Regions from separate parts of the Mus musculus genome. Here all the other regions are linked to region 1. The links are chromatin contacts, called in public Hi-C and promoter capture Hi-C maps. All regions are on one chromosome and are shown on one strand. Each heading gives the region's core, a stretch centred on a gene start, on an enhancer-like site or on the middle of the called end of the contact. The rest is flanking DNA. Distances are from core to core; before and after follow the strand shown. Region 1 holds the start of Ppp2r5c (protein phosphatase 2, regulatory subunit B', gamma). Region 2 overlaps Gm40572 (a long non-coding RNA gene). Region 3 overlaps Gm33682 (a long non-coding RNA gene). Region 4 holds the start of Yy1 (YY1 transcription factor). Region 5 overlaps Yy1 (YY1 transcription factor). Region 6 holds the start of Slc25a47 (solute carrier family 25, member 47). Region 7 holds the start of Wdr25 (WD repeat domain 25).

Region 1 (4,285 bases), core at 668-3,167:
ATTGTTGAAGGGCTGGCTGTGGAAGGCAGTCAGACACGAGTGGGCCCCAGGAAAGGCGTCACGATCCACTGTTCAGAAAGGGCAGGCAAAGACTGGCACAGCCGATCCTATCTACTGGTATTTCAGGAACCTTTTGGATTTCTGCTTTCAGCTCTAGGGAGGGCAACAGATTTGCTGGGATGAACCACCTGCTGCAGAGGAGGGAGGCACAGAACACACCAAATTGAGGGGGGGGGGAAGACAACCTGGAGCTAAAATAACCCCTGCAGATTATCTTCAGGGCAGAATTTAACTCATTCTAATGAAGCTTTCGGGAAGAAGAGGCCGAACAGCCACAAATTAGAAATGTCTGTGGTAAAATCTCAACGATCCGGCTCTGGAGAGGGGAGACTTAAGGAGCAGCTTCCAGGTGCCCTGAAATTAAAGCCTGAGCCTCTTCGCTTGGGCACTCTAGTTCCAAGACAATGAGATACAAAACAAAGCCAAAAAAGGGGGGTCAAGGGGCCTGCCCTGAAAATCCCCCAAGGGCACAACTCTATTAAGGATCACAGATTCCACCAAATGACCCAAGGGATCATTCCAGATATTCTTGAAATAAGCCAAAGCCAGGAAGCAAGAAAAGTCAGGATTCACCAAAGAGGATGGAGGAGCTTGTGGGAAAGGAAATAGAAGACTGTTTAAAAAAAAAAAAAAAAGTACCCAAATTAGAGCCACCAAAACACATCCACACTTAGTTGAAAAGGACCAGACATCAGCAGAAGAGAAGCTTGCCCAGGACACCAGTTCGAGGCTGCAGCAAGGAAAGCAAGGACCGTGGAAGTCACTGAGAGAGCCAGAGACACAGAAAAGGAACGAGGGGGCAGACCCTAAAGCTAGAGACTCCATTTAAGACCAGTTCACTGGGAGGGCTTGAGCTCTGTTAGAAGCCACAAAACTGTTTTTAAAATGTCAGTTTCGCTGTGCACACTTTAATAAAAGAGTGGGGGGGGGGATAAGTAACTCATAAGAAAAGACTTCAGAAACACTTTGGTTTGTAGAGCCTCCGTGTTAGACCCTAGATTAAAGGCTGATCAAGAATAACAATGAGCTTGTCCAGAGGTTACCTCTGTTTCTGCTGTATCTTGTCCTTCTTTTGGACCTTTTCCACTTTTCACCGGTTTTGGTGGTTCCTGGGAATCATCACAAAACAAAAACAAAAAAACAAAAACAAACAACAACAAAAAACCATTAGTGTTCTCAATATTTGGACCGCTAAGCATCAGCTCAAATGCAGTTTCTAAATTGATACATATCACTGAGAGCTTCTGATGGCTTTAATATGTCAGCAGCAAACTACATCATATTGAGTATATTCACAATACCAGCAGCCTTCAAATTCCGTTTCTCTTCATGTCTGTGTTGGGGGGCGGGGGAGGGAGGTGAAAACTCCAGGTAGGGACACGTAACCCCAGCTCTCGGCCCATCCCTTTCTCCCCTCCCACCCTTAAACCTCACAAGTGAGGGTTTCTGGGGCGAGTCCGGAACGCTCCAGCACCCCAGCCCCCGCCACGCAGAGCACTGCACGGAGCATCAGCCGCCACCCAGAGCGACCGCGGCACCTCAGCGCCACCTCAGAGCCTGAGCGGCCTCCCCAGCTCCATGCAATCCTGCCAGCGCCCTGGGCCCGCCCGCGAGCCTGGACGACCTGCCGCCCCGCCCCTACCCGCCGACGCGGGGACCCCAGACCCGGTCCCGGAGCCCCCGGCCCCGACTCACTTTCTCCTTCTTGTTTTTATTCGGCATGGCTGGTGCGGGCCGCCGCCGCCGCCCCTGCCTCCGCCCGCCGCCACTGCCGCTGCAGCAGCAGAAGCGCCCCCGGCCCGGCCGTCGCGCCGCCCCGGCCGCCGCCGCCGCCGCTGCAGCCGCCGCCCGGGGACTGAGTCGCTCGTCCGCTCTCGCTTCCCCTTTTCCAGGCTCCCAGAGGCTGCGGCAGCCGCGGCGGCGGCGGCGGCGGCGGCAGCGGCGGCGGCGTCTCTCCGCCCCTCTCCCGGCAGGCCCCGCCCCCGCCCCAGGCCCCGCCCCGCGCCGGCCCCACGCTGCCCTCTCCCCGCCTCGCCGCCCTCAACGACGCCACGCCATTGGCCGACACGGCCCCACGTGCCCTAACGCTCCGCAGCGTCGCCCCGCCCACTGCGCGGCCTGTCCCCACCCCCTCGGTGCGGACCGGCTCGTGTGCCGGGCTGTGAAGGTTTTGGTGGAGCCATCAGGGAGGGAGCTACTGGGGAGAGGGAGGCGTGTGCGGACAACGGAGGTGATAAAGTCACGGCCGCTGAGCCGGGACGGGGAGGAGAGCAAAGGACAGTGAGGAGCGGGAATGCACATGTGAGATGTATGGCGACTATTCTGTAGCCTTCCAGGCACGAAAAACTCTACCCCATAAGCCTGGTAGCGGTGACGCTCGTGCAGTGCGGAGGAGACCCGGGACCGCGCGAGCGGCGGTTTCCTTGGGCCATTAGGCCCCGCCCACGAAGGCAATGCTGCTGGCTCCGGGGTACGCTCCGCCCACCGCACGCCTCAGAGGCGGGGCTCGCCTCAGCCCCGCCTATAGAGTCCACGCCTCTCCTTTCGTCCCCGCCCACGCGAGCAAAGGAACTCTCCCCAGAGCAGACTCTGCCCACGGCGGTCCAAGTGTAGACTGCCTAGTTCCCCTGTGGTCCTGCACGCCGAAATTTCTCTGTTCCAGACTCACCCGCAAGGCAACCGGCTTCCCCAATGTAGGCACCGCCCACCTTACGTCTTAGGGATTGGATCCACCTAGGCCGAGCCCATCAGCTGCTCACTCTGAGACTCTACCTGCACACTGCCACCCATCGCCCCGGCCCACCAGGGAGGTAGTCAGATCAGTGTAGGCTTTTTTTCCGAGCCCATTACGTCTGAGCAGCCCTGCGTCTTTGTTATTCTTTAATTACCAGTGGTCGTTAGCCTGTGAGAAAACTGCATGAAGACCAGGGATCACTTGATTCTCTCACTTCTCTAGTAGCTCTTTATGAGGGAAGAAGCTAATTCGCTACTTATACAGTCCTGTTTTTGGAGTTGTCAGTGTCTGACATCCTATGCTAAGGGGGAGCACTCAGAAGGAAGACTGTAGGAGTGAACTGTTTCGAGTGCAGGAGACTTCAGGCGCTCACTCATGATTTAGGAGGTGCCTTCGTCATAAGCTTTGAGCCTGCTAGACAAACGCTGGAGACTTCAGCTACGTACCCAGGCCAAGGCACTGAAAAATCGATGTATCTTAACCCTTGGTTTTTGTTTGTTTTTGTTTTAACTCTTGTAAATGCCAAGCAAAGCATTTTTGGTTGTTCTCACCCAAGCTCTGTGGGGGTTAAAAAAAGAGAGATTTATCAAAACCCAGAGGTGCTGTAGGAGGTTCTGAGAGTAAGTTGTGTCTGCTGGTGTCTGAATGTTCACCAAAATAAAACTAATCTGCAGATAATCGTGACAGACTGGAATGGGTATTTTTACAGAATGGGTATATGACAGAATCTTAAGTGGATTAATACTTTCCTTGAAACAAATAATTAAAAAAAATACCACGAGTTACTTTGAAATTTTAAAATTAGGCGCTATCAATGTAGTAAGCATGGTACAAATTTAAATCAGGAAAGAGTAAGTAGATCTGAAGTTACTGCGTTTTGGCCATGGAACAAGGAGGAGTCTGGGCTTTCAAGGAAATACGCTGATTTCATGAAATACGCCGGTATCATGGCATGACCCAGGATTGCACATCCTTGATCCATTTGACAGACATTTGCTGGACATCCATGATGTTCAGTACAGCACAAAGAGCCCCTTAGTGAGCAAGGTGTCTGTCTCCCTTGTTCCCTGAGAAGTCACATGCCTGGATGGGAACAAGAAGCCCTGTGCCATCCTGCAGGATGGGTGGCAAGTCCGAAGGAAAGGGGTGGAGATGGTCTAATTCAGGGACAGGATAACGGGAGGTGCAAGATGTTTCCTTGTGGCTGGAGAGGAAAGGGGAAGGACAGTTCCTGAACTAAGGCGAATGGCTTGACGGGAGCTGGGCTGGTCTTTCAGCACAGTGAAGGCTGCAGGAGTATGTGTAGCTGGATGCTGACATGTCCTGGCTGTTGTACAACAGTGTCCATGAGATGGAAACATTCTGTCCTTCAGGGAAGCTCCTTAAACAGGAAAGTAAACAGCACCATAGCTTCAGAAAGTGCCCGAAGCTGACCAGATTCTCTAGGCCCCTCCCTGCTGGATAGCCAATAAAGGCTGAGAGCCTCCCTCA
Region 2 (4,285 bases), core at 451-2,950, 1.7 Mb after region 1:
AAAGCTATCTGGCCCTGGGAGGTACGAATGGGAGGGATAAAACCTAGGAAAACCTAGCAAAGGCATCAGGTTTTATGTGGCTCCTACAGACAAGACAGACAAAATGGCTGAAAACAATAAAATAGTGGACAAATCACATCATGTTTAATTAAGACTAGAATATTAAAACTTGCCAAGGAACAAGGTCAGAATAAACCAGCAAGGATGATAGATTACACATGTGAAAAACTTGAATGTTTACCCATCACTTACTAAAAAGTAAGGGGAGCCGGGCGTGGTGGCGCACGCCTTTAATCCCAGCACTCGGGAGGCAGAGGCAGGCAGATTTCCGAGTTCGAAGACAGCCTGGTCTACAAAGTGAGTTCCAGGACAGCCAGGGCTGCACAGAGAAACCCTGTCTCAAAAAACCAAACAAAACCAACCAACCAAACAAACAAACAAATTGGAAATGCAGAACTGAACAAAACCCATTCAACCCTGTGAATGTGACTATTATAAGGAGTTCATAGCCACCTTTAATCCCAGCACTTGGGAAGCACACATCTTTAATCCCAATACTTAGAGAGGCAGAGGCAGGCACATAATAAGAATTGCAGTGATTTAAATTTAAAAGCTGCTTGTGAAAGAAAGGCAGGCTGAAATTCGAAGTGAATGTCCTTTGTGATCTGAAAATAGAAACAGGCTTTTCTTCTATTTATATATAAAGAGAAATAGGAATGTAGGCATACTTATCCACACATACTAAGGTATAGTTTCCAAAAAGAAATTTTTTAAAAATTTCAATTGAAAGATAATACTGTTTTGTTGCAAAAAAACAAAAAAACAAAACAAAAAAAAAACCAAAAAAAAAAAAAAAAACCAACCACATTTTCCTCTAGGAAATATATAACCTGCCAAAAAAGGGAACCCCCAGAGTTAGGCTTGGGGCAGGATTTCGTTTATGTCTTTCCAAGAGAATAAAAGCATCCAACTAAGGAACCTGGAGACCCCTGGACAGGTGACACATTTGAAGGAAGAGGACATATCAAGAGAAAATGTTCCAAGACGAAGGAAGGGTAAACAGGCCCACCTCCAGGTCTTCTCTGCTGCCCTCTACAGACATAAATGACAAACGGTCTTTATGTGGTCCCAATTCAATCAAAAATTAAAGCTGGCTTTGGGGTTGGAGCTTGGCTCTCCTCCTCTAGGCCCATATGTGCTTGTTAAAGGAAAATCCGATTCTCAGTCTCCTATCAGAAGAACCGCCCGCCCGGTGTGGGACAGAGGAAAACAAAAAATCAGGGAATATTCTATTGCCACTGATCTCATAATCTCTTGGTTTTCATTTGACTTCTCTAAAGCTTTTCTTAAGGTATAAATATTATCTCAAAGTCTATAAGATTATTATGTACATTTGGATTCTGGCAAAGACACCAGTAATCACCCAGAGTACCAACTAATCCTGAAAATAAGCTTCCCCCAGCTTCCTGGACGTGTTTTCAGGTTTGAGTCTGAAACAACTGGGAACAAAGCCCAAGTGCCTTGGATATACTTAACAGATTGTGGCCCTCAACCCTTTCTGAGATCTATAAAATATGGATTTAGAATGTTTATGTTTTCTACCCCTCCTAACAGTAACCTGTGAGGTCTCTGAGTCGATGGCAGGGACCTACAACGATGAATCCACCCGGATTGTGGTGACACTATCCACTCGGCAAACTGCCCTATGCCCTTTCTGCTGCCACGTTCTGTACAAACACTGGACACCTCTGGGTTGTCTGCTGTGTTCTACCTAGTCAGGATTGCCACTAAGGCGACAAATACCACCCAAAGCTCAGCTTTGGACTACAAACTGCTCAGAACATTCTAACTGCTCTGGGTTCATAGGAGATAGACATGAACATTATATAGAACTTTGAACTAAAAAATAATGAATCTTAAGGCTGCCAGATACAATTAAACTGGGCATTGTGGAAAACTTGGCAGAAAAAGCTTCATTGTTGTAAATAGTTTCACTGTATTAGAGTTAAAATCTTTCCTCCTTATTTAGACACAAAGGGATTATGTCACAGTTTATTGGATCACCCCAAGATTGTGTTGTTTACTGAAAAAAACCTGTTTCTACTTGTGGTGTGGCTCAGCCCTGGCACACGCCGTTAATCAGAGACAGGATTAAATAGATTCAACCATAGATCAAGAGGTAGGGCAAGCAACCAGTTGGCAGAGTGTGAACAGAGAGGAAAATCCACAGAGTTAGAGGAAGTCGGGAGGACAGATAGAGAGATGCACAGGAAGTAGAAAGGCGGGATATTGAGTCTGAGGGGTTTTGGAGATGTGTGGAGAAGGAGAACAGGATGTTAGCTGAGGAGGAGGGTCAGCTGGGCGCTTTCTCTGCCCCTCTGAGCTACCAATCTTTCACCCCAGCATCTGGCTCCTGAGTCTTTATTGGTAAAATCAAACGATTGAGATTTTGTTTAAAACATCACTAGTGATGTTTGGCAAGGTGTCTACCCCTGGGGTGCACTGATGACAGCCTCAGTGATTTATTGCTAGTAACACAAGGAACACCCTGGAAAATGACAATGTGAACCACACATATCACAGAACCGCTCAGCTTGGCATTCCCGTCAGCCACTGTGACTCACGGCACATGATTATATAGCGTGCATTTACCTATCAGCTCATACCAGCATCACTTCAGACTGTGAGATGCATGTGTTACCATGGTGCTTGGCCACACAATGCTTTAGCTCCTTTAAAATCTCACAGGATCATTGCTCCATGTGTGCTAAGACGTGCCTCTTGGAGACACCAGAGATACACACGTATATCTGCAAAACACCCCAAACTCTCTTTCTCCTTTGACAGAGTCTCACCCTGGAGCCCATGCTGGCCTCACCCTTGCAATTCTGACTCAGCCTCCTGAGCCCAGGGGTTACAGGAATGTTGCACCATGTCTGGATACCTCAGTCATCTTTGGCCTCAAAAGTTTTCTCCTCTATGAATTGAGGACACCACCTGGTTGCTTTTCTCTGGGCAGGAGGTGTCTCATGCAAAGCTTATGTTTTCTAACCCCTGACCTGGGCCCGACCAGGAGGCAGGTGGTGCCTGGAGGGCAGAACAGGAACCTAGATAGAGGCATCAAGATGGGTGATCAATGTAAGGCAGTACGTTGACCCTGGCAGCTCTCCAGAACAGAGGTTAGGGGCTCGGTCCAGTTACAGGTCTGCTTGTCTCCATTCCTGCCTGCCTGAGATGTGGCTTTCTCATCTGGCCTCAGATCTCTCATTTGGCAACTGGTGGGATGGCGGCTGAGAGTTTGTTTGTTCATTTGCTTGGTTTTGTTTTGTTTTTTGTTTGTTTGTTTGTTTGTTTGTTTTTGATGTGGCAGTAATGGGCCTCTGGCCCTGGCTCCCATATGCTGCAGTGAGGACAGTGTGACTGAGTGTCTGCCCTGTTGAACTGTGGAGTCATCCGAAGTGCCCGCCGTGCTCCAGACACCGCTGGCTGTCTAAGTCCTCTCCCCCAGCTCTACCTGGGGTTGAGAGTGACCCATGCTTCTAGACTTCCGGAAGATGAAGACTCTGTCTGTCCCATGTCTGCCCTTGGTCTTGTCCCCTGTGCTAGGCAGGGTCATAGAGAGGCCAGGCTCTAAGGCTCTGGAAGAGCAGAAGCAGGGGGAGAGCAGGTAAGAGCTCTGCTGTCACAGACCAAGCCCTCTCCTGCTGAAAGCTCAGAATACCCAAGATACAATTCACAGACCACATGAAGCTCAAGACAAAGGGAGACCAAAGTGTGGGTGCTTCGGTATGTCTTAGAAGGTAACAAAATACACACTGGAGCAAATACAGAGACAAAGTGTGGAGCAGAGACTGAAGGAAAGGCCATCCAGAGACTGCCCCACCCGAGGATCCATCCCATATACAGTCACTAAACCCAGACACTACTGTGGATGCCAACAAGAGCTTGCTGACAGGAGCCTGATAGAGCTGTTTCCTGAGAGGCTCTGCCAGAGCCTGCCATATACAGAGGCAGTTGCTCGAAGCCAACCATTGGACTAATCACGGGGTCCCCAATGGGGGAGTTAGAGAAAGGACTGAAGGAGCTGAAGGGGTTTGCAATCCCATAGGAAGAACAACAATATCAACCAACCAGAGCTCCCAGGGTCTAAACCACCAACCAAGGAGTATACATGGAGGGCTCTGTATATGTAGCAGAGGATGGACTTGTCAGGCATCAGTGGGAGAAGAGGCCCTTGGCCCTAAGAAGCTCGATGCCCCAGTGTAGGGGAATGAGAGGGCAGGGA
Region 3 (4,285 bases), core at 1,173-3,672, 1.7 Mb after region 1:
AAGGAACCCAGGGTGTATGCATATGCATGCAGATGTCAGAGGAGGTCAGAAGAGGGCAGCACATCCCCTGAGTCTAGAGTTAAAAGTGCTTATCAGCTGCTAACCATACATAGGTGCCAGGAGCCAAGCTAGGCGCAGGAGAAACAGTCCCAGATGTGGCGCGGCGGGGAGACCAGTTCAGCTGTGGCCTCATAGAACAATAGGCCAGGTCACTTCCCCCAAGACTTCCCCAGCCCCGAGAACAGCAGTCTAAGAGAGCGCACCACTGCAGTGCACAGGTACACACACTGCACGGGAGCCCACAGAAGTGGGAAGTGGGAGAGGTTGCAGCTGGCTGGCTGGGGCCCAGCTACAAGGACCGGCATGTTGCTTTCCAAAGAGCATTTCCAGGGTCCCTTCATGGAAAGAGCCTCTGTGGACAGCAAGATAATGGAGGGTGTAGACCACAGAAGGAAGCTACCTGATTAAGGATGATAAGGGGTGAAGCAGGAGTTGCTTTCATGTGGGAGGGACAGAAGCCCACTGGAGGAGGGGACACAGTGCAAATATTGCTAAGTGAACCTAGTAGCCTAGTAGGACAGCCCCAGTTCAGTAGGACAACCCCTGGAGCACCTAACCATGGTAGAGACCTGCAAAACCAGGAAGTGGGTGGCAGGCCTCTTCTACCTACTGCATGGTTCATGGGAGAGCACGGCAGAGCTAGCTTCCTGAAGCAGTCCTGAGCAGGGCCTCTTGCTTCTCCCTGCCTGCTTGGGTGGGAAAGGTTGCATGTACATGAAGAGATGGGTCAATAAGGCTGCCTTGGGCCTAAAGACAAAGGCACAGTAAGAACTGAGCCCTGGCAACCTGGCTTGGGTACCAAAATGGGATGCAGAAAGCTTTGGTGTTCCATGGAGGGTGGGTGAAAGGCATTGTAGGTCCCCTAAACCTGGCCATGAGATAACGTCCCAGTGGCTTCCCCCAGTACCCTGGGAGGAAGGCAGATCGGAACAGAACTGATTAACAGCTGTCTGGAAGGAAACCAAAGGTGAGTGGACATTCTCCCAACATTCCAATACACAACTTCCCTAAAGCCTCAGCAACTGATACTATTTCTTCTTGTTCTTCTTCTTGTTCTTCTTCTTGTTCTTCTTCTTGTTCTTGTTCTTCTTCTTCTTGCTCTTGTTCTTCTTGTTCTTCTTCTTGTTCTTGTTCTTGTTGTTGTTGTTGTTCTTCTTCTTGTTCTTCTTCTTTTTGTTCTTGTTCTTGTTCTTCTTGTTCTTTTTCTTGTTCTTCTTCTTGTTCTTCTTCTTGTTCTTCTCCTTCTCCTTCTCCTTCTCCTCCTTCTTCTCCTCCTTCTTCTCCTCCCTCTCCCTCTCCCTCTCCCTCTCCTCCCTCTCCCTCTCCCTCTCCCTCTCCCTCTCCCTCTCCCTCTCCCTCTCCCTCTCCCTCTCCCTCTCCCTCTCCCTCTCCCTCTCCCTCTCCCTCTCCCTCTCCCTCTCCCTCTCCTTCTTCTTCTTCTTCTTCTTCTTTTTTGGTTTTTGGTTTTTGGCTTTTTCAAGACAGGGTTTCTCTGTATAGCCCTGGCTGTCCTGGAACTCACTCTGTAGACCAGGCTGGCCTTGAATTCAGAAATCCGCCTGCCTCTGCCTCCCAAGTGCTGGGATTAAAGGCATGCGCCACCACCACCCAGCTTCTGATAGTATTTCTTAAAGATGTGTTTTTTATCAGGGGGCTCTGATGGCCCTCAGCACCTCGTCTGCTCTCCCCACCCCAATGCTACCCAGAGAAGGAGAGAGAAGAAGCTGCCCATTGGAGGAAGCCCCTGAAGGAGGCCCTTCCCTGGCCTCGGGGCCTGGAACAACAGGGGAAAATCAGATCAATGAAGGTTTGATTGATGACCACAGGATGGAGAAGCCAGAGGGGACCACACAGTGCCCAGACACTCCCAGGGGAAGGTGTTCACCTCCAGTCTGTTTTTCTGTTGTCAGGGGCACACTCAGGTGTTTTCTGCTTTGCAGATATTGTCTGCCCCTGGCCTTAAAAAATAAAAAAATATGTGTATTTATTATTTTTAATTCTCTCTCTTTCGTGTGTGTGTGTGTGTGTGTGTGTGTGTGTGTGTGTGTGTGCGGATGCTCAAGAGCTACAGGTGGTTGTGAGCCACCTAATGTGTGTGCTGGGAATGGAACTTGGGTCTTTGGACAGAACAGCAAGTTCTTTTAAACAGAGTCTTCTTGCCAGCCCAAAATAACCTTCTTAGCATGAGTGGTTCCAGTCCCAGCCTCTGGTCCTATTTCTCTTTTATCCTGTCCACCAGGAAGCTGCATGCCAACGTCACATTCACTTCCTCCCTTCGTTGACATTTGTACAGGAAATGCTGCTTGCATTTGTGACTCCTCCCTTCCCCCTCTTTCTTGCAGAGGAACTCAGGGCCTTCCACAGGCTGGGCCAGGGCTCTGTCAGCTTTGTCATAGCTACCGTAAGTCTTCTGGGGGTGAGACAGTCTTGGGAACACTCTCACTTGTTTTTTTCTGAGACGAGGTCTAAGTAGACCAGGCTGGCCTCACAGACATCCATCTGTCCTGCCTTCTGAGTGTTAGATTAAAGGTGTGTGTCACCACACCCTGCCTGATAGATTGCCTTAGAAGTCATGTGTGTTATGTAGGTATGTATGTGTGCAAGGACTGAGGTTTCAGACAGTGGCTTCTAAATCATTACAGCCTGGCCCAAATTCATCTTTAACCAAAATAGAAACCATCAAAACCAACATGTTTTTGCCAGCAAGAGCTATGTTTTACCCTATATACAGTACAAGGATCCCTGCTTTGGACCTGTTTCTCCTGGACTCTGGAGACCGTCATCCGCACCCTGATGGGGGTGGACGCGTTTCCTAACAATAAGCTGTTGAGATGTTTCGGGGAGTTGTTTGTTGACAGGTCAGGTGAGGTTGGTTCTGAAAGGTGGCTTGTACAATGTGCAGATAAACATTGTCACGGGGTCCTGGGTTCTTCCTGTTGGTCAATGCTGGCTGTGGACACTGGTCTCGTGGGTTTGCTGAGGTGTGCAAACACAAGTTTGACTCAGAGCTGCCTGCAACTCCAGTTCCAGTGGATTCAGCGCCCTCTTCTGCCCTCCTCAGGCTTCTGCAACCACATGTGTGCATGAATGCATGCCTGAAAACTCAGCCCCAGTGTACTTAAAATTGTATATGTATATGTATATGTATGTGTATATGTATGTGCATATATATGTGTTAATCCTTTCAGCAGCTGTCACGGGTGCCTTTGGTGGGGTACACTAGCACTCTGCAAAGTGCTCTTATTATCTTCAAGGTCATTTCTTCCTTCCAAGAGGCCGGGAGGAACAGGAAGGGACAATACAGGTTCCAGCGTTTGGATTCCCCTGTGAGGACCAGGCAGGGAGTCAAGTGTGCTGGGATGGAGGTTTAACAGCCGAACCCTTATCTTATCCTTATGTCAAACATGGAGTCAAGAAAGGACTGGGCGATTTAAGATGCTTGCAGGCAAAGAGGGCCAGGCAGGGGGGCTGACTTCAGACCCTTAGCATCCACATCAAAACCAGGCAAGGTGGGGTAGCTCCATTGCTGGAGGGGAGGGGAGGGGATGAGACAGACAGACAGACAGATCCAGGAGGCTTACTGACCCGCCTGCCGGTCTAGCTGAGAAGGTTCAGGAGGAGATCCCATCTGCAAACAAACAAGGTGCAGAGTGATGGAAAAAGACACTCAGCACTGATCTCTGCTCTTCTCCCGCGCACATGTGTATATGCAGCATGTGCGTCTGTACACACATGTAAACATGTATGCAACTATACATGCAGGTCCATACAAAAATAAAATTGTGTACCTGAGCCCAGCATTGTGGCACAAGCCTGTAATCCCCGGTGCCCTGGAGGCTAAGGAAGGAGGGTCACAAGTGCAAGCCAGTTTGGTTTGCATAGCAAGGCCTTATCTCAAAAACAGAAAAATGTGGGTCTGGGGTATTGAGTAGAATGCTACACTGCAAATTATGGCCCTGGGGCTAAAAACAATAGCAAAGTATGTGCCTACAACTAACGTCATTGAAAGAAAGCACAAAAGGAGAGAAAGAAAATGGAAGCCCCCAAACAAACTCATCTGCCTGTATTTCTCTGAGACCGTAACAGCTCTGCTGCTGGGAGTGGGGTGCCCTGTACACGCAGAGAGTTCAGCCTCCAGTGGGTGGTCTCCAACACAGCTAACTCTCAGCTGTTACTGAAGGCAGTCCCTAATGAAGACGTCAACTCTAACAGCCCATGAAACCTC
Region 4 (4,285 bases), core at 1,213-3,712, 1.7 Mb after region 1:
CCAGGCCCTTCACTTTCTCCCCTGAACTAAACATACACGATTCATCAACACCACACTTGACGAAGTGTTTTTCTGTCTAGAAAAGCAAACTAACAACTTGGTAAGATCTAATGTCAAACATCTGAATCAAGCTATTTTATAACGTAAGTTTTTTATATAGTTAATGAACTCGGTACTCCAAATGTGGTAAATTCATCCAAAGTTCGAAACCTGCTTTCCTTAATTTCACTCTTATTAAAAGTGAAAAAAACAAGCTTTTAAAGATCTCAGCATGCAAACTACCGTTAGCAACCAAAAAAATGTGTTGAAGGCACTGGATAACTTTTAGGGACTGGCTAGTTACATAGCATACAGCTCCTGATAACCTACCGTGCAGATAATAACCAGGGATTCATTCAGCGAGGAACAGCGCCCTGAGCACTTCCTATTAGATTTCTATAGGACGCTCTTCTCCTTCCTGAACCACAGACCCATCAAGCTTACGTCACTTGGATACTACCATAGATTAGCTTTTCATCTATTTCACTCGTTTCCCAAAATTTTAACATTTTAATAAACTACACATCAAGGCTCAAGTTATGCTTTCAAATTCATCAAATTTAATCACTAGGGCTACATGAACTAGGTATGGTGAGATTATTCTGTCTAGTAGTAGTTTCTTAACAATAAAGCTGACTAGCTTGTTAACACAGTACTAGGATAAAGTGAACAGTCAACAACAGCCTTTCCAGGGCTCTACCTTGAGTTTACTCATGCGGGGAAGGAACTCTTCGGTGCCCTACACAGGCTTCCTGACTTTCGCTAAAAGGCGTATTAAATCAGTAAAACAAATTATCCACTTTTTTTATTCTTTTCGTGGGGGAAAACAAGACCAGAGATACTGATAACTAAGCGATTTTTATTAGTTTGTTGGCAAATATCCTAAGCTGTGTAAACCAGCCCAGTCTGTCTGCATAGGGCCCACGACTTAAAAAACAAAATTCACAACGCGTAAAGGCCGCTGAAATGCTGTGGCTCTTCCTTCCCCTAACTCCCGTTCTAGGTCGATCAGGCGAGGAGCGCGTTGGCAGCGCGGGTGACAGGTTCCAACGGCCGCCGAACCCGCACACGAGCGCCCTACGTGCCACCCAAGTCCCGCCCCGCAGCGGCGACGGCCTGGGCCAGCGTGACCGCGGGGCAGCTGCGGCGGGGCTATGCGCCGCCCGCTCCGGGAAGGGCTTCGGGGAGACGCTTCGCGTCCGAGGGGGCCGAGCTGAGCGGAGCCGAGCGGGGCGGGGCCCCGACAGCCCCCGGGGGACGGCGGGGGAGCGGCGCGCGTCCGCCCTGCGCCACGGCCCTGTCAACGCCCGGCGGGTGGTCCGGCGCGGGGCGGCGCCCTCAACCGGCCCCGCCGCACGTCCGTTGGCTCGGGCGTGGAGGGGCGCTGGCCCCTCCCTCCCCGCCCGCCGCCCCAGCCCGCTTCCGCTCGCACAAACTACGCCATTGCGGCCTAGCCGGGCGCCGCCCCTCCCCCGCGCCGCCATCTTCGCGGCCCGCCGCCCCCGCCATCTTTTGGGGCCGCCATACTTGCCCGGGCGGAGAAGATGGCGGCGCCCATCACACACATAAAACATGGCTTCCCTTCAAAACAAAAACATCCCGAGCGGCGGCGCGCCGCCTGCACTCACCCGAGGACCACATGGTGACCGAGAACTCGCCCTCCAGGGTCTTGATCTGCACCTGCTTCTGCTCCCACTTCTTATTCCCCGGGTCGGCGCCGCCGCCGCCCGCCGCGCCGGCCCCGCCGCCCAGGTAACTCTTCTTGCCGCTCTTCTTGCCGCCGCCCTTCTTCACGCGACCGCCGCCCGACGAGGCCCCGCCGCCGCTCTTGCCGGCCGCCGCCACGGTGACCAGCGTCTGCTCTATGTAGTCGTCGTCGCCGCCGGCCGGCGCGGGCACCGGGATGAGGATCTGGTCCTCGAAGCCGTCCTCGGCGCGCAGCCCGTCCGAGTCGTCCCCGCCGACCACCTCCTCGCGCGTCTGCACCAGGATCACCTCCTGGTGGTGGTGCACTTGGGTCGGGTCGTCCGTCACCAGCGGCTGCAGCGCGATCATGGGCGGGTGGTGGTGGTGGTGGTGGTGGTGGTGATGGTGGTGGCCGGCGTGCCCGTGGCCGCCCCCGCCGCCGCCGTGGTCGCCGCCGCCGCCGTCCTCGTCGTCGTCGTCCTCCTCCTCCTCCTCGCCCACCACCGTGGTCTCGATGGTCTCCACCGGGATGGTCTCCACCTCGATCTCATGCAGCTCCACGATCTCGGCCGGCATCTCCGAGCCGTCCGTGGCGATGTAGAGGGTGTCGCCCGAGGCCATGGCTGAGGGCTCCGCCGCCACGGCCGCCGCGGCAGGCGGCCTCGGCTCCTGGGCTGCGGGAGGGAGGGCGGGCGGGCGAGGAGGCGGCCGGCCGTGGGGAAGGAAGGCAGAGGGAGGAAGGCAGCGGGCGGGCGGGGGGAGAGGGGGCGGGCGGCGGGGGAAGGGGCGGGCGCGGCGGCCGCGGGGCTTCCCCGCCTCCCGAGATCGGTGCGCCCCGCGCTGGCTCGCTCGCTCGCTCGGCCGCTGCCTGTCCTGCTTCCCCGCCTGCCTTCGCCTCGCCTCGGCTGCCTGCCCTGGCTGTGGCCGCGCCTCCTCCCGCCCTCCGGGCCGGCGTTACGCTGCCCCCTGCCTCCTGCGCCTCCGCCTCCTTCCACACAAATACCAACTCCTCAACCCCGAGCCCAGATCTCGCCGCCGCCGCCGCCGCCACACTCTGCTCCGGCTCGGCCTCGCGAGACTTCCGCGGGGCTCTCGGCCCCGCCCCGTCCCCGATTCCCCACTCGCTGTTCCGGCTCTCGCTCCTCCCTCGCTACCAATCGCAGGGCCCCTCGAGGCGCCGGGGCCCCGCCTACTCCCAACCAGGGTCCTCCCGATTGGGGGGGCCCCCGCTGGGGTAGGGGGCGTGGCGGCCCGCACGCGCGCTGGCTGGCCCCCCCGGCGCGTGACGTCAGCTCCGCGCCGCCGTCGCCTTACGGCGCTCGGCGTCGCGCGAACCCCGGCGTCCGCGGTGCAACAGTGACAAAAGTGCCGCTCCGGGGCCCCAGTCGCTGACAGGAGTGGGGCGTCGGCGCTGCGCCTTACGCCTCGGGAGCCGGCGAACTTTCCGCGCGACCCAGGCGCACGGTAACGAGCTGGGGTGAAGGGGGGCGCGCGCCTGGGGCTGGCGTGCTGCCGGCGGGGCGTGCGACCGGCGGCCGCGTGGCCGCAATAAAGTCTGCTCTGACGAGAAACGCCTGTGCTTGATTTTTGGTTTCCCGTTCGTTTTGCCTTTACTCGTTACTCGGGGTCTCGTGCGGTAGCGGCACGGACGGCGTAGCCGACCGTGTGCTGCCACGGGCTCTTTGGTCGCGTGCCGGTGGGCGGCGCGCGAAGGCGACCGCGGCAAGCGGAAGCGGCGCGCGCAGCCTAGGGTTCACCGTTGGAAGTGTGTCCGTTATTCTTTTATGACCCGCGGAAACCGGAGACCCAGCCGTTGGGTGCCTGTTGGAACGAAGGGTCTGGCTGCTCCTGTCGAGCGACTCCACTATTGTAGCTTTCTGAAAACTCCCTTCTATCTTTGAATAACTTGACACAGGCTTCGCCTATTCCTCGCTCATAAACATTCCTTTTGCCGAAAAGGACTATTTAAAAATATTCCTTTTAAATAGTCTTTGCATTTAGCTCTTTGAAAATTCCATGTCTTTTGTGATTTCCCTATTATAAGTAACAGCTTAGGTTTTCCTTGTTCAAATCATCAAATTGCTTAAGATACATTGTAGTGAAGTGTTTCTTCTGTGCTTCCTTTCGATAGACCAGGTGTGGTTTAAAGCAACATAAAGTTAGATTGCCTTTTTTTTTTCCAAGAACCGAAAATTTGAGCCAAGTGTATCTTATTTGTTTCTTAGATTTAACGGTCAGCTTCATCTGTTGAATATTCTGGATTACTTTTATCTACCGGAGTTGTTAGTGTTGAGGCAGGAGAGTATTCTAAATGCATTACATGCATCTTAGGCCAAACTTAAACAGTTGGGCATCTTATAATTTTAAACATACTTAGCAAGGTGTCCTTGTGCAGGTTTTTAATCTTTGGAGAGGGAGGTAAGTCAGGAGTTTAAAGCCAGCCTTGGCTACGTGTATAGTTTTCTGAAATACCTCGTTTCTAGGTTAACTACATAGCCCCCTCTATCCCAAAACTTTCTTCTGCTCCTGATTCCTAGGTTTGAAGATACACATTTGTGCT
Region 5 (4,285 bases), core at 497-2,996, 1.6 Mb after region 1:
ATTGCTTACTTTGTTTCAGTTACAAAAGTGGAACTCAAAGGGCACACTCCTTATATACACCCTGTCTGCAGCCTGAGCAGAGGTCTAACCACACTCCCCTCGCATTACTTACTTTATGAGGGCAAGCTATTGTTCTTGGAGCATCATCTTCTTTAATTTTTCTTGGCTTCATTCTTATTGAAAAAAAAAGAGAGAGAGAAAGAGAGAGAGAGAGAGAGAAAGAGACAGATTTGTAGGAGTGGGTCACACTCAGTAAGCATAAATCAAATCGTCCCTGAGGTTTTCCCTTGTAGCACCAACACTAAGCTCCTGGTGTTCCCCTTCTACAACGGAGAAAGGACCAAGCTGCCCAGACTGCTCAACTGCGAGCTCTCTTCTAGCTTCTAAGTAAAAGTGCTGGTGCTTGGAAAGCCTGCCTCGCTCGCTGCCTCTGGCAAAGCTGGTATGGCTTGGAACTGCACCACCAGCACCATTATCATATATGACTCAAACACCTCCTCGTCCCACTTACCCCTGTTAAATAAAAACTAACAACCCCACAAAGATCATCAGCCCTGACAACTGCACATTAATTATTTTGTTGGGGTAAGGCAACAAAAATCAGCTGCTCAAAAATATATAACATCTTAAAAAAACACAGTAACAAACAACCACACACATACAAAATGGGCCCACATCATACAGACACAAACCATCTTTGGGAAATATTAATTTTGGAAGTACACATTATACTTTTATACAGAGTCATTTATACCCATGTAATAAAAACTCTCAAAGGAAACCACAAACGGGCACTGGCTACTACTACTGGCTGATGGACAGGCAGAATTGCCTTGTTTGTTTTTTTCAAGACAGGGTTTCTCTGTGTAGCCCTGGCTGCCTTTAAACTCCCTCTTTCAACCAGGCTGTCCTTGAACTCAAAGAGATCTGCAGGCCTCCACTTCCCAAGTGCTGGGATCAAACAGGTGCACTGACACTGAGCGGAAGGCATCTCCTGCTGGTGTTTTGGTGGTTAGAGGGAGATGACAGTTTTTATAGGATGTTTCATTTTACTTTGTTTTTGAGACAGGGTTTTGTCACCACCGCTAGTTTTATTTCTGGTTGTAGCTTGTCAACTGAGAACCAGTCTATCTTCTACTTCCTCCAGCAACCTTGGTCTTTCTGAAAGATTTCTTTCCTAGCATTCCTTACAAACTTGCGTATGATCAAGGAGCAAGAAAACTGTGCTCTAGAAAACTATGATTTAATTTAATTTAATTTCAAAAACATCTTTGTAGCCCTAGTTGGACTGCCTCACACTCCTGCATGAAGCTTGCTGGCTAAACTGTAACTAAGCCAATGGTCCCTCTTAGCAACAATGTACCAAAAATGACTTATGACATCTCTCAGTAGGTTACTCTGTCCACCCAAACCCAGGACAGAGTATCTGGATCCTCCTTACACTGCCAAGCTAGCAACCTCCCATGTCTAAAAACAGGGAGAACTTCTACAATGCCTGATGACCAATCTCTTCCCAATTCCAACCCTGCAGACACACTTTAGATTACTAGTATTCCAGTTAGCAAGCATTACTTAAGTGTCTGCTGTTTACAGGTTTTTAACGAGCCTGTTGTTCTCAAAAGCCTGTCTCTACTTATAATTCATACTAGTCTCTTACATGTCAGTGAGTTTGAAGTTTGGGGTTCAGTTCAGAGTAGCAGGAAGCAACTGGTGCTACTGCACCACCTAGAGGTCAGATCAGCATGAATCAGCAGCAATTCATGAATGCTTCTATTTCTTTCAAATCTTTTTCCTCCCTCCCGAAGACAGTGTTTCTATGTGACATTGCCCTGGCCATCCTGGAACTTGCTCTGTAGACCAGGCTGCCCTGGCACTCAGAGAGCCTCCTGTCCTGTCTCTCTGCCTCATGAGTGCTGGGATTAAAAGCATATGCCACCACTGCTCAGCTTTCTTTCCAGTCTTAATAAGATGTCTTTGAAATAGGTTCTTACCATATACCCCATACTAGCCCTGAACTTGCGATCTTATTTCCATATGCTAAGTGCTGGTGACAGATCTATGTGGCCACTCCCAAACTAGTTATCATTTTAGAAATTGTGTGCTAATATTCAGTATTAATTTTAGAACGAAAATTTACCAGGCATTTGGGCAAACCTAAGACTTCATCAATGGAAGACACAACTGTCCATAACAAGATTGGCTCTTCTCTCAGAAGCTACGCAAAAGAAAAATGAAGGGGTCATTCCCACCCCACCCCAGCATCAAGAAACACTGCTTGCGTTTCTCTCATTGACTGGGATACTTTACAGACCCAGACACGATGAGGACAAATGACAAGATGGATATATGACTTGGAGTTGACTTCTACTATCTTTATGACCTTGAGCAAATCACTAACTTCTCAGCCTCGGTTTCTTACTCTGTAAGCAGGCACGACCCTTCTTTTATCAGAGCTGCAAGGAGTCCAAGACAGCACACCAGACCCCTGAGCAATGAGTTACTATCATCACTGGTCATATGGTTAGAAATGAAACTCATCCTTTTGCTTCTTTGATCTTTGAGAGAGGGTCCAAACCAAGTATCGCAGATTGGCCAGGAGCCTGACAACCGTGTGGCTCGGCCTCTGGCATGATAAGGAAGAACTGTAAGCGCCAACTACCTACCACACTCAATAAACTGAATTCATTCTTTAAAATTGTATTATTTATGCTTAACAACCCGTAAGGTTCTGATATTCTAAATTATCTTTCAACCAAAAAACCCTAAGATACTGAAAGGAAAAAGACAAGCATAAAGCCACCCTCAACAGCTTTTTACTCTACTTGCTACTCAGTTTTATTAAACTGGAGGGCATGTTGAAAGACACGCTGCTTAAACTGACATTACCTCCAACTCATCCTGTCACATGTGGAAGGAGCACCACCACAAAGACTGAACTCCACAAGTCACATCTGCAGCATCTTCCCAACAGTTTTAGCAGAGCCCTGGATGTAGCAAAGATGAGTCTTCTGGCAGTAAGCTAGGAAGTACAAGTCTCCCCAGTACAATAAACTTAGAACCAGGATGTAGGACCTCAGCTGCTGAGACAGTCCATTATCACTCAGCTATCATCTGCCAGCATCAAGGTCTCATTATGGAGCCCAGGGTGGCCTTGAACTGGCAATCCTTCTGCCTCGGCCTCTCAAGTGCTGGAATTACAGGTAGTTGTTCACTTACCACACCCAGCAGCCTACAGGATATCACAGTCCAGCTTTAAGGAAATATACAATAAAGAACTGCCTAGCTAAAATTAGGAGACATAAATTACTCACCAGGCCCTAGTCTCTGAACACAGTTTTTCAAAAACAGACAACTCAGTAAAATACCCCCACCTCCCCTCTGTGGTCCCACCTCAAAACTCAGAACCCTTGTTTTCAGGGGTGGTGTCAGGTCAAGACAGGCTTTCACTGTGTCTAGCTATCCTGGAAACCCCTCAGAAGACCAGGCTGGCCTCAAACTCACAGGGAACCTCTGTCCCCTGACAGCTGGAATTACTGGCATGAGCCACCACCACCTGATATTATTATTATTATTTTTTGAGACAGCACTCATGTATCCCAGGTCCAGCTTCAAACACACTATGCAGCTAAGGTTGACTATGTGCCTCTCCTGAGCACTACTGGATAGACACACAGCACTTGACTTACATGTAAGCCTAGGGTTTCCTGCATACAAGACAAGCACTTCTGAAAACCAAGCAATCCGACCCTCCAGCTTTAAAGACAGAACTTCCAAATAAAATTCATTACTTTTTTTTCTTTTTAAACTTATGTCTATGTTAAGCAGTCTAAACAGAGGGTGGCAGTTTAAGACATTCTTGTCTTCAAGTCTAGGCCAGCACACCCATACTGCCAAGGATAGAACAGAGAGAAACATATGAACTCTCAGGCATAAGCTAAGACCTCGGGGCTCAAGCGTTGCTCTTCAATCACAGGACAAAGTCAGGCCTGAATAAGCTTTGCCATAACTGGTAGAGATCATATGGTCTGATCCACAACAGTGAAACATGGTGCCTCTACTTGATATTTTATTGTGGGAATCCCAGTCAAAGGCCCCTGAAGACCCCACTCCAAGACAATACAGTCTCACAATATGGAGATTTGAAAACAGCAAGGCATACAGGTTCTGGCATTTCTCTACCACCAATAAAGTCCATGTAGGTCAACATGATCTTTAAGGGATCTAATTCTACATGGGACTGGAGTCCAATCCTCAACACCTTGGTGCCACACTTCCCTATTTTTAC
Region 6 (4,285 bases), core at 704-3,203, 1.6 Mb after region 1:
CCGCCTCCCCTCTGACATCACATTTTGGGAGAACACCTGGCTCCGCTCTGGCTAACCCTGTCTCTGAGCCACGTAAACTTTGCCCTCAAGCCTCAGTGTTTGTGTGGAAGATGGGGGCAGACACCCCCACATCCCAGGGTTCGGGGAGAGGCACATGCTGAACACAGGTCAAGGCGGCAGCCCAGACCCCTGCCCTGGACGTTGCCTGGAACTGAAGGTGAGTGTGGGACAGTGTGCACCGCTGCTGTGGTGGCATAAACCCCCCCCCCCAAGAGGCCCACGTGTGAGAGGTGGCAGAGCCTGCGGGAGGTCTTTAAGCCACTGGGGGTCATGTCTCAGGAGATTACACAATTGCAACTCCTTGCCATCTGGCTCTCTGTACAACAAAACTGCCTACCATTGCCCTCTAAGCACCCACACAGACCCAGGCAGTGGGCCGCCTGGTGGTCAGAGCCTCGGGCCTGCCACTAAGTAACCATTCCCTGGTCTGAGTGGGTTGGTTACCTGAGGACAGTGGACACAGCTGCTAACTCGTCTTGCAGAGAGGCTGATAATGCCAACCCTGGCTTTGGACCAGGAGATCTACGATGCCTTCCTTGCCCCTCTGCTACTTCTAGAACCAGGGCCTCCATAATACAGCCAGCACAACCTTTGAAGAAACTCAGGGGCCAGTGAAGTGCTTGGGCTTTCTACCCCAGGGTAAAGATCCTAAGGATATTTAATCCTAGCACTTGGGAGGCAGAGACAGGCGGATTTCTGAGTTCAAGGACAGCCTGGTCTACAGAGTGAGTTCCAGGACAGCCAAGACTATACAGAGAAACCCTGTCTCGAAAAAAAAACAAAAACAAAAGATCCTAAGGATGGCAAGACCCATGGGCTAGCAGAAGAGGGAGTTCCTAGGGGCAGGATATAAAGCAAGTGCCTGACAGGAGGCTCCGATACATCTCTTAAACACTTTACCAACTCCTATCCACCCTCAAAGCCATCCTCTCTTAGGCCTCCTTTCTGTGCCTCCGCCCAGAAACATGCTGATCAGGGTCTGCGTCCCATGGCCTTGTTGCTAGGCCCCATATTCCATGGCCTCCTCTAGATCTAGAGTTCTTCAAGGACAGGCTTGGGTCCAAGTCCCTAGGACCGGGGACCCAGGCCCAGCACAGAGCAAGGATTCTCCTGACTAGGACCTTTCCTGTGGCTATAAGGAGGATGTGGCTTCCATGTGACTTCCTGTGACACCAACACTCAGGGGAGCAGCCAGCCTCAGGATGGTGTAGGTCAAGACCCTGGCAGCAGAGCCAAGGCCAGGAGCCATCCTCCCTGAAGCTGAAGCTGGGACTCTCTTTCCTTTCTAGCCCCCAGGCTGTTCCCAGCAGTGAGAAACAGCCACCCACAGCTATCTATTTCACAATAGCTGCAGGGCCAAGGGTGCCTCACTCAAAGTAGCCTCACAGCCTGAGGATCAATGGTGCTCACAGGGAGTCCAGCAGGCAGCCACCTCTGAGGGAGACAGTTTCAGCCGCAGGGGAGCTAGATGTTAGCAGTAGGCCTCAGTGGGCCAGAGAACCATCCGGCTGGGCCTGCTTGACATCTAGCCCCTGCTCCCTGCGAACAGAACTCCTGGGTACACAATTCTTCCCTGGAACCTTCTGTCTCTCCCCAGGACTCCAGCCATCTCAGCCCACAGGGTCAAGTTCCTGCTCCCAAGCCAGGAATCTCTAGACTGGCTCAGCCTCCTGCCTGATCTTCAAGGCTATGTGGTCCGTGCCCATGGATCTGCTCAAACCCTGACTGCACAGGGCTGCCACACACATACACACACACAAGCACACCACCCCAACCCTCCCCAGCCCCTGCGCCCCTCTATCCAAGTCTTATACCTCCAATGGCCCCAGCAACAAAATCCATGGACAGCACAGAAAATGAGAAGGTTTCCGGTGTTACTGCCAATGCCACACTGGCCGGCTCCTACAAATCCTGCAGATCTTAAATACCTGTGAGCAGAGGCGGAGCTAGGGCTGTTTAACAGGCTATTTTGATGCCCACACTCACATGCCCCACAAGGTTCGGGGTGCCAATGACCCGAGCATCGGGAAAGCATGTGAGAGGTCATGGGAGGTAGCCAGCTCCCAGACCTAAGTCTGCCTCTATCCCCAGACTCAGATTAGGCCGGGCTTCCTACTGCTTATGGTGATGGCATAAACAGTGGTCCCTTCGGAGATGTACCCCACTTTACATGTCACCTCCAGCCCTAAAAGGGAGGGAAAGCAAAAGCCTGTTCTCATCATGGAACCACCAAAACCCCAAAGGGGACTTGCCTGAGGCAGGCACTACCTAAGAGCCAATCTATTTGATGGCGGCCAGCCGATGCAGAAAGTGCAGCCTTGTCTCTATGGCTACGGCTGCTAGTTCAGTTCAGGGGCTCAAAGACGCAGGCTGCAGCCCTACAGGGGGCCTTCGAGCCAGAGAGCTGCCAAATGAAGGGAAGGGGCATGCTGACATGGGGCATTCTGCAGTTCTGTCTGAATGACCCTCAGGGCAGGGCATCAGGAGGCCACGTGTCCACCTGTTTTTCTGTTCTCCGTAGGCTGGCCTTGAACAGGCTGGTTTCAAACTAGGGATGACCCCTCGCCCTGACAGTTTGTCTATGTTTAGACAAGTCGTCAGTGCTGGCTGCCACGGCAGAGGGCAGAGGGCAGAAGAGGCCAGAAAGCATCCTGTCCAAGGCCAACCTCGATGTCCATCCTGGCCTGTGCAGGGGCATGGCTCAGCATCTGGTTGGAAGTTGACACTGCCATCTGGCTTTGTGACATCTGGCTTTGTGACAAGATCTTTGAGCTCCCTATAACCTCTGCTTCTGCACCCACAAAATCTGTGCACACACAGAGCAAGCTCCAGCTGGGTTCCTGCAGAATCGCCAGCCAAATTCATTAACAGAAGGTCGAGAGGGAGACGATGGGTTGTCGCTCTAGAGAGGAAGCTGAGCCAGATGTTACACTCAAGAAGCTAGGACCTCGGATAATGAGGGAACCTAAAACACACTATCCACCTAAGAGGACCGAGCCCCTTCAGTCCCATATTGCCAATGGTTAGGGCATCCACCCCAACAGTAGGGCCCAAGACCCCAGTTTACCCCAGACACCTTTCTCTCTCTGCCGATCTTGGTGTCTGTCCTCCATGATCTCAGTCAGGTCCAGCTGCCACTGTCCACCGACACTCCTCTAACTGTGTCATTGTTCTTGGACAGCAGCCCACCTGTCCAGGCTCCTGATGCATGCAACTAACACATGCCAGGTACCAAAGCGTAGGACTCCTCAGTAAACACAACAACCTAGTCTCTGTCCTAGAGACCTGATGTGCTGGAAGTGAAACAGAGAGCCCTTGACAGCCAGGAAAAGCCCAGAGGTGATTGCAAGGACTGGTGTGGGTCAGCAGCTGCTCCCAGCTGAACCCAGCAGCTGCTTGTCGAAGCATAGCAGCTATGACAACCCACAGGAGACTCTCAAAAGAGTGGGCCTAGTAGTGTCCTGCTATTTTTTTTTTTTTTTTTTTTTTTTAGTTTTTTCAAGACAGGGTTTCTCTGTGTAGCCCTGGCTGTCCTGGAACTCACTATGTAGACATGGCTGACCTTGAACTCAGAAATCCACCTGCCTCTGCCTCCCAAGTACTGGGATTAAAGGCATGTGCCACCATTGCCCTGTCCAGTGTCCTTCATGATGCAGGAGGCTCATGAGTCTCTTGAGGCCTCTGTCTTAGTCAGGGTTTCTATTCCTGCACAAACATCATGACCAAGAAGCAAGTTGGGGAGGAAAGGGTTTATTCGGCTTATACTTTCATACTGCTGTTCATCACCAAAGGAAGTTCAGGACTGGAACTCAAGCAGGTCAGAGGCAGGAGCTGATGCAGAGGCCATGGAGGGATGTTCTTTACTGGCTTGCTTCCCCTGGCTTGCTCAGCTTACTCTCTTATAGAACCAAGACTACCAGCCCAGAGATGGTCCCACCCACAAGGGGCCTTTCCCCCTTGATCACTATGTGAGAAAATGCCTTACAGTTGGAGCTCATGGAGGCATTTCCTCAACTGAAGCTCCTTTCTCTGTGATAACTCCAGCTGTGTCAAGTTGACACAAAACTAGCCAGTACAGCCTCTCTCTACCCTAAGAGTACCTGAAAGAGCCTTGAGCACACAATGTCAGAAACAATGGGCACCTCACCTCAATTTATAAGTCAGATTCATTGACAGTGATTTGCCAAGTAATCCTGAGTTGCCTGCTGCTGCAGCCATCAGCAAT
Region 7 (4,285 bases), core at 1,230-3,729, 1.6 Mb after region 1:
GATACCTAGGCAAGACCCAGTCTTTAAAAACAAACAACCTCAGCCTGGAGATGATGATGTACACCTATAATCCCAGCACTCAGGAGGCAGAGACAGGTGGATTTCTGAATTCGAGGCAGCCTGATCTGCAGAGTGAGTTCAAGGACAGCCAGGGTCACACAGAGAAACCCTGTCTCTAAAAACAAACAAACAAAAAAAAAGAAAAAATCCGTGTCCAGAGAAACAGAGCAACTGCAGAGTACTGCCCGGGCACGTACAAAGCCCAGGTTGGGTCCTAAGTCACCAGTCAACCCAACTGTGGCAAGAGCAATTCTAAACATGGCATCCAAATCTGTTTGTTTCACCCCAAATGCATAGGTTCACAGGGTACTAAATTTCCATTCAAAAGTTTTTCCTGGAATTCTGAGCATTCACAAATTTCTATCAGCTAGTTCTCAGTAAGAATTGCTTTGGTCTAAAACTCAGTATTAATTCTGTGAGTACAGACAGAAAGAAAATAAGGATGCTGAGCATATCTCAGCCAGCAGAGGGTGGAGTGGGACAAAGTGCAAGCCTGGGCCATGGACCAGCTAGCCCGCTTCTTTTTTTATGCTTGTGTGTTTGCTGTGTAAGTGTATGCATGCCTATGCGAATGTGCAAACCTGTTCTCCTAAATACAAGGAGGCCAGAAGATGGAGTCCTGTGCTGTTTCACTTTCTATCTATTCGAGACATAGTCTGTCTGTGACCTCTTACAGGTTGAGTTACAAGCAAGTGTGAAATGGCTTGTTACATGGGTGCTGGGATCCAAACTTTGGTCTTCATGATTTCAAAACAAGTGTCTTTAACAGATGAACCTCCCTAGCCCATTACAAGTACTCACTATGTAAGCCAGGCTGGTCTTAGTCCAGTCTTCCTGCCTCAGCCTTCAGAGTGCTGGCATTACAAGTATATATCACCATGTCAGATCACACACTGGGCTCCAAAATTCCACTCAAAGCCTTCCACATCTGTCCCCTAATGGCATTATTTGCCCTAAGAATCCCACTGCCATACAAGTCTGCTCATCATCCAATGCCTGTAGCTATCATTCCTACCAGCAGCTGAATCCAGGCAGGTAACAATGTCCACATTTAGAAACATCTTCGAAAAAGGACTTCTAAAACCAGCTTTCCACTCTCCAACCAAACTAAGATCCCACTAGAGACTAACCACACAGAGATAGACCCATGCTCTGCAAATAATTTGATCTCTACATATTCAGCAGGGAGTTGAGGCCAATCTCCTGGTTCCTCAAATGAAACCCATCTGATTCCCACCACCATACTATATAGAGCTCGGTCACAGCCTGGGTTTTAAGCTACACGGTTATCTGCAGGGTAGACTCACAAAAGAGGCCTATAGCAGATCTGAGGACAGTGTGGCTCATCAGCTCCACAGGGGATAGAAAATGAACGACAGCAAGGGACTGGACACCAGATGCACCACACATAGATTTCATTCTCTCACTCAACATCTGCCACAGTAGGCAAAACAGTAAATGATGTCCTTCATTCATCACACTCCCAAGCCATAGAAAGACAAAAACATCCCTGACTCGTGAGCCAGACGATGTCGTGGACTTGTGAACTCAAAAGGAAAAGGATACAGGGTAGCTGGGCCCAAGACTGCATCTTTTTCTGGAGCTGAGACAGGTCTCAGAGAGACTACACCAGTGTGACGCTCTGAAGAGGTTGAGGGAACTAAGGTGTTCACAATACTGTGACTAAAACAGAACCAATACCAATGAAGAGGAGTCAAGGGTGAGTCAAGAAAACATATATGAAGGGAGACGGCTGAGAGAGATGCACACCGTTTAGGAGATGATGGTAGCCATCTTGTACCCAAGTCCAAAAAATGCCATGAGAAAGGGGGGGGGGGGGAGGTGAAACCAAGAGGAAGAGGCTAAATGGGGGAAAAAGAGGACTGAGGACTGAAGTCGAATACTGAAAAGCTAAAGGGAGCACGGATACATGGGGCAGGGTGTCCTGTGTGCTTAGCTCACTGTCCAAGAAGCCTCAATCTGGATGAATTTGCAGACAGCAAGGTGATGGGGCAGGGAACTGGGAAAGTTAAAGACAGAATTTTCCCGTTCAACACACGGGTCCTAGTTTCCTACTCTGTGTTAGGCACTATGATAGATCTGATGTGGGTAGAAATTCACACGGATCTTGCCCCAGAGGCCATGGATACAGGATGGGAAACAAAAAACAGACACGGGTTTTGAAGGATGAGTAAGTTAGCCAAGCTGTCAACACTAATGGGTAAAGAGTTCAGAGCACAGCACTCTAGGAATGAACGGGAAGAACAGGAAGGCAAGCGGCGAGCTGAGCCCGGCGCTAAGAAGCGAGAAGCATGCGGCCGCCACATCCCGGCCCCCTCCCTCCCGGGCCCGCCGCTCACCACACACACACACACACGGAAGCTCTTGGTCCACCCCTACAACGGTCCGGCCAGCACTCGGGCCGCCCAGTCGCGTTCCACCACGACGCCAGCAATTTCAGCCAATCGGAGATGGTCTCTGCCCTCCTCTGCCTGGACAGCCAATAGCGGCATGCCGAGACCGGAAGTTATTCCAGCCGGCTGGTGTTTCCACGGACGCCCAAGAGGTACCGGTGGCTGAACTTGGGGGTGCTGACTGGTGGGGCCGAAGTGGGGGCCGCCGGTAAGTGAGGAGGGGGTGGTCACTGCGCCGGGAGCGAGGGAGGGATGCCGAGGTGGCGCCGGGGCCTTCGGTTGACGCCCCGGCGCCGCGCCCCGAGGATCCAGCTCGGAACCGGGCTGTCTGTTCTCTGGGCACCTGTACCACGAGGGACCGGGAGGCTGCGGCGGCGCCGCCCACCCAGCCTGTCATCGTTTCCCACCGCCTGGGCTTTGCCCTGTAGGATCTCTTTGCCCTGTACGAAGTGTTTGTAAAGCCCCTGGTGCCCGTTTCACAGATGAGGAATCCTAAAGAGAAGCAGAGAAGGAACGCTACTTGCCCACGGTTTTATGATAGCACACCAAGCTCTATGTCCAACATTAAAAGCCTATCTTTCCGCTGCAGTGCACAACTTCAGAGCAAGGCTGCTTCGGGAAGGCAGTGATGTACAAAGCGATATGCCCGTCCTATTTGTCGCTACACTACACACAATTGCAATGATGCTGTGGGGGCGGGAAAGGAAGAGGGTGGGGAGGTCATATGGCGGTCAACCTGAAGAAAGGGACAGCTGATGCAATGCAATGACAAGTAGCTCCGGGCTCTTGAGAGTTTGGTTGGCCTCAGCCGCCTCCTCCCACGGCCCAAGTAGCTAGCCAGTGGCTGGACTTGCTCTTGAAGAAAGCTGGGCAAATGGCTCAAATGCTTTTGGGAACCTGAGTGATTTCTAGGAAACCCCTCAGTAAGTGAAACTGAAAGGGTGTGGCAAAGCAGATAAGAAAAACAATAGTCTCTTCTAAAAAAAAAAGAAAAAAAAAAAGAAACAAACAAAGAAACTGAAAGGGGAAGAGGAGAGTATTAAAGACCTCCACCCTGGCTGGGCAGTCTCATATGTTCAGCTGTCCAGCTTGAGCACCCTTGGACTACACAGCCAGGGTACGTATTGCCTTCTCTGCTAGGCTAGCAGCGTGTTTTCTGTTGTTGCAGTGGTTTGGTTTGGGTCACCTACCTCATATGAGAGCATTGAAGACTTGAGGAGGGTGTGTGTCTGGATTGGGATGTTGTGCATGTATTTCATCTAGTTGACTCAGGTTCAGGTGATGCCCTGGTTTTGAGTAGATGTGGTGGGTGCCCAGTGACCTGTTTGCATTCAGAGCTTGCCCTTCAGCATCTTCAAAGCTCCGGTTGATCTGGCCTCCTTAAGTGGTCAGTGTCTGAATACGTTGACATTCTTATTGTGACAACAGAGTCTGTAATGTCTGTCTTTGTAAATTAGTGTCTTTCTCTTTTAAGGTAGTATTCATAGGGCTCGGCTTGTAGTTCAACTGTTAAAAGGCTAACTTGGCATGTTCCAGGCTCTGGGTTCAATCTCCAATGCCTTTAGTTGGGAAAATAACCTTTCATTAACTAGACCACCATCATCTATCCCCAAGTTTTGTCTTCTGCGATCATGTCAATCTGCAACTATTGTTATCTACTCTTTGAGACTACAGTTCCAAGGTATCTAGAAAGTTTCCTAGGCCACCTTCTTTCCAAGCTGCCCCTAAAATCGTGTTGCTTTCTTCCCTCAGGCTGCAGAGACTGTGTGTCTTCCCTGTGATGGTTTCCTTATGGTCTAAATCCTTCTCTT

Evidence for each region. Promoter capture Hi-C pulls out the DNA fragments that hold promoters and counts their contacts. A called contact is a pair of places that touch in the nucleus more often than the background predicts.
Region 2: a promoter capture Hi-C map of liver shows a contact between it and region 1, with 7 times the contacts expected there. The contact joins the enhancer-like site here to the promoter of Ppp2r5c in region 1. A contact is called at or near these places in 5 of 39 promoter capture datasets (cranial neural crest, hippocampal neurons, liver and 1 more) and 1 of 115 datasets of contacts at active chromatin or transcription factors (pancreatic cancer cells).
Region 3: a promoter capture Hi-C map of pre-B cells shows a contact between it and region 1, with 6 times the contacts expected there. The contact joins the enhancer-like site here to the promoter of Ppp2r5c in region 1. A contact is called at or near these places in 5 of 39 promoter capture datasets (3T3-L1-derived adipocytes, embryonic stem cells, hippocampal neurons and 2 more), 1 of 484 Hi-C or Micro-C datasets (B cells) and 3 of 115 datasets of contacts at active chromatin or transcription factors (acute myeloid leukemia, astrocytes and large pre-B cells).
Region 4: a contact with region 1 is called in a promoter capture Hi-C map of hippocampal neurons, with 10 times the contacts expected there. The contact joins the promoter of Yy1 here to the promoter of Ppp2r5c in region 1. A contact is called at or near these places in 14 of 39 promoter capture datasets (the 3T3-L1 cell line, 3T3-L1-derived adipocytes, the C10 cell line and 7 more), 1 of 484 Hi-C or Micro-C datasets (erythroblasts), 10 of 115 datasets of contacts at active chromatin or transcription factors (astrocytes, cardiomyocytes, embryonic forebrain and 7 more) and 2 of 9 other capture datasets (adipose tissue and liver).
Region 5: a contact with region 1 is called in a promoter capture Hi-C map of embryonic stem cells, with 4 times the contacts expected there. The contact joins the enhancer-like site here to the promoter of Ppp2r5c in region 1. A contact is called at or near these places in 8 of 39 promoter capture datasets (the 3T3-L1 cell line, 3T3-L1-derived adipocytes, cranial neural crest and 4 more) and 1 of 115 datasets of contacts at active chromatin or transcription factors (astrocytes).
Region 6: a promoter capture Hi-C map of liver shows a contact between it and region 1, with 3 times the contacts expected there. The contact joins the promoter of Slc25a47 here to the promoter of Ppp2r5c in region 1. A contact is called at or near these places in 6 of 39 promoter capture datasets (3T3-L1-derived adipocytes, cranial neural crest, hippocampal neurons and 2 more) and 4 of 115 datasets of contacts at active chromatin or transcription factors (astrocytes, embryonic forebrain, embryonic hindbrain and 1 more).
Region 7: a Hi-C map of B cells shows a contact between it and region 1, with 9 read pairs. The contact joins the promoter of Wdr25 here to the promoter of Ppp2r5c in region 1. A contact is called at or near these places in 7 of 39 promoter capture datasets (the 3T3-L1 cell line, 3T3-L1-derived adipocytes, cranial neural crest and 3 more), 1 of 484 Hi-C or Micro-C datasets (B cells), 6 of 115 datasets of contacts at active chromatin or transcription factors (astrocytes, embryonic forebrain, embryonic limb bud and 3 more) and 2 of 9 other capture datasets (adipose tissue and liver).

Annotation. Positions count from the first base shown.
Region 1 is chr12:110,444,856-110,449,140 of GRCm38.p6, reverse strand. It overlaps Ppp2r5c (protein phosphatase 2, regulatory subunit B', gamma), which reads right to left and starts at 1,917. Exons shown (of 16, transcript NM_001373949.1): 1 at 1,756-1,917; 2 at 1,104-1,169. The coding sequence starts at 1,782.
Region 2 is chr12:108,703,131-108,707,415 of GRCm38.p6, reverse strand. Gm40572 (a long non-coding RNA gene) reads left to right here. Exons shown (of 4, transcript XR_872978.2): 4 at 3,371-3,892. Among named protein-coding and RNA genes, the nearest start is that of Degs2, 3.0 kb to the right of the region's middle. Within about 2 kb of position 1,700, at least 3 of the 459 cell types and tissues checked have an H3K27ac peak or open chromatin away from gene starts, as enhancers often do. A contact at or near this core is called in liver, where this site is marked.
Region 3 is chr12:108,759,503-108,763,787 of GRCm38.p6, reverse strand. Gm33682 (a long non-coding RNA gene) reads left to right here. Exons shown (of 2, transcript XR_381914.3): 1 at 1-1,027; 2 at 1,711-2,057. Among named protein-coding and RNA genes, the nearest start is that of Gm33628, 3.5 kb to the right of the region's middle. Within about 2 kb of position 2,422, at least 63 of the 459 cell types and tissues checked have an H3K27ac peak or open chromatin away from gene starts, as enhancers often do. A contact at or near this core is called in B cells, acute myeloid leukemia and pre-B cells, where this site is marked.
Region 4 is chr12:108,791,474-108,795,758 of GRCm38.p6, reverse strand. It overlaps Yy1 (YY1 transcription factor), which reads right to left and starts at 2,462. Exons shown (of 5, transcript NM_009537.4): 1 at 1,668-2,462. The coding sequence starts at 2,346.
Region 5 is chr12:108,808,807-108,813,091 of GRCm38.p6, reverse strand. It overlaps Yy1 (YY1 transcription factor), which reads right to left. Exons shown (of 5, transcript NM_009537.4): 3 at 113-173. Among named protein-coding and RNA genes, the nearest start is that of Yy1, 18 kb to the right of the region's middle. Within about 2 kb of position 1,746, at least 33 of the 459 cell types and tissues checked have an H3K27ac peak or open chromatin away from gene starts, as enhancers often do. A contact at or near this core is called in astrocytes and embryonic stem cells, where this site is marked.
Region 6 is chr12:108,848,797-108,853,081 of GRCm38.p6, reverse strand. It overlaps Slc25a47 (solute carrier family 25, member 47), which reads right to left and starts at 1,953. Exons shown (of 6, transcript NM_001012310.2): 1 at 1,875-1,953. The coding sequence starts at 1,902.
Region 7 is chr12:108,892,466-108,896,750 of GRCm38.p6, reverse strand. It overlaps Wdr25 (WD repeat domain 25), which reads right to left and starts at 2,479. Exons shown (of 7, transcript NM_177602.3): 1 at 2,438-2,479. Wars (tryptophanyl-tRNA synthetase) reads left to right here and starts at 2,577. Exons shown (of 10, transcript NM_001164314.1): 1 at 2,577-2,682.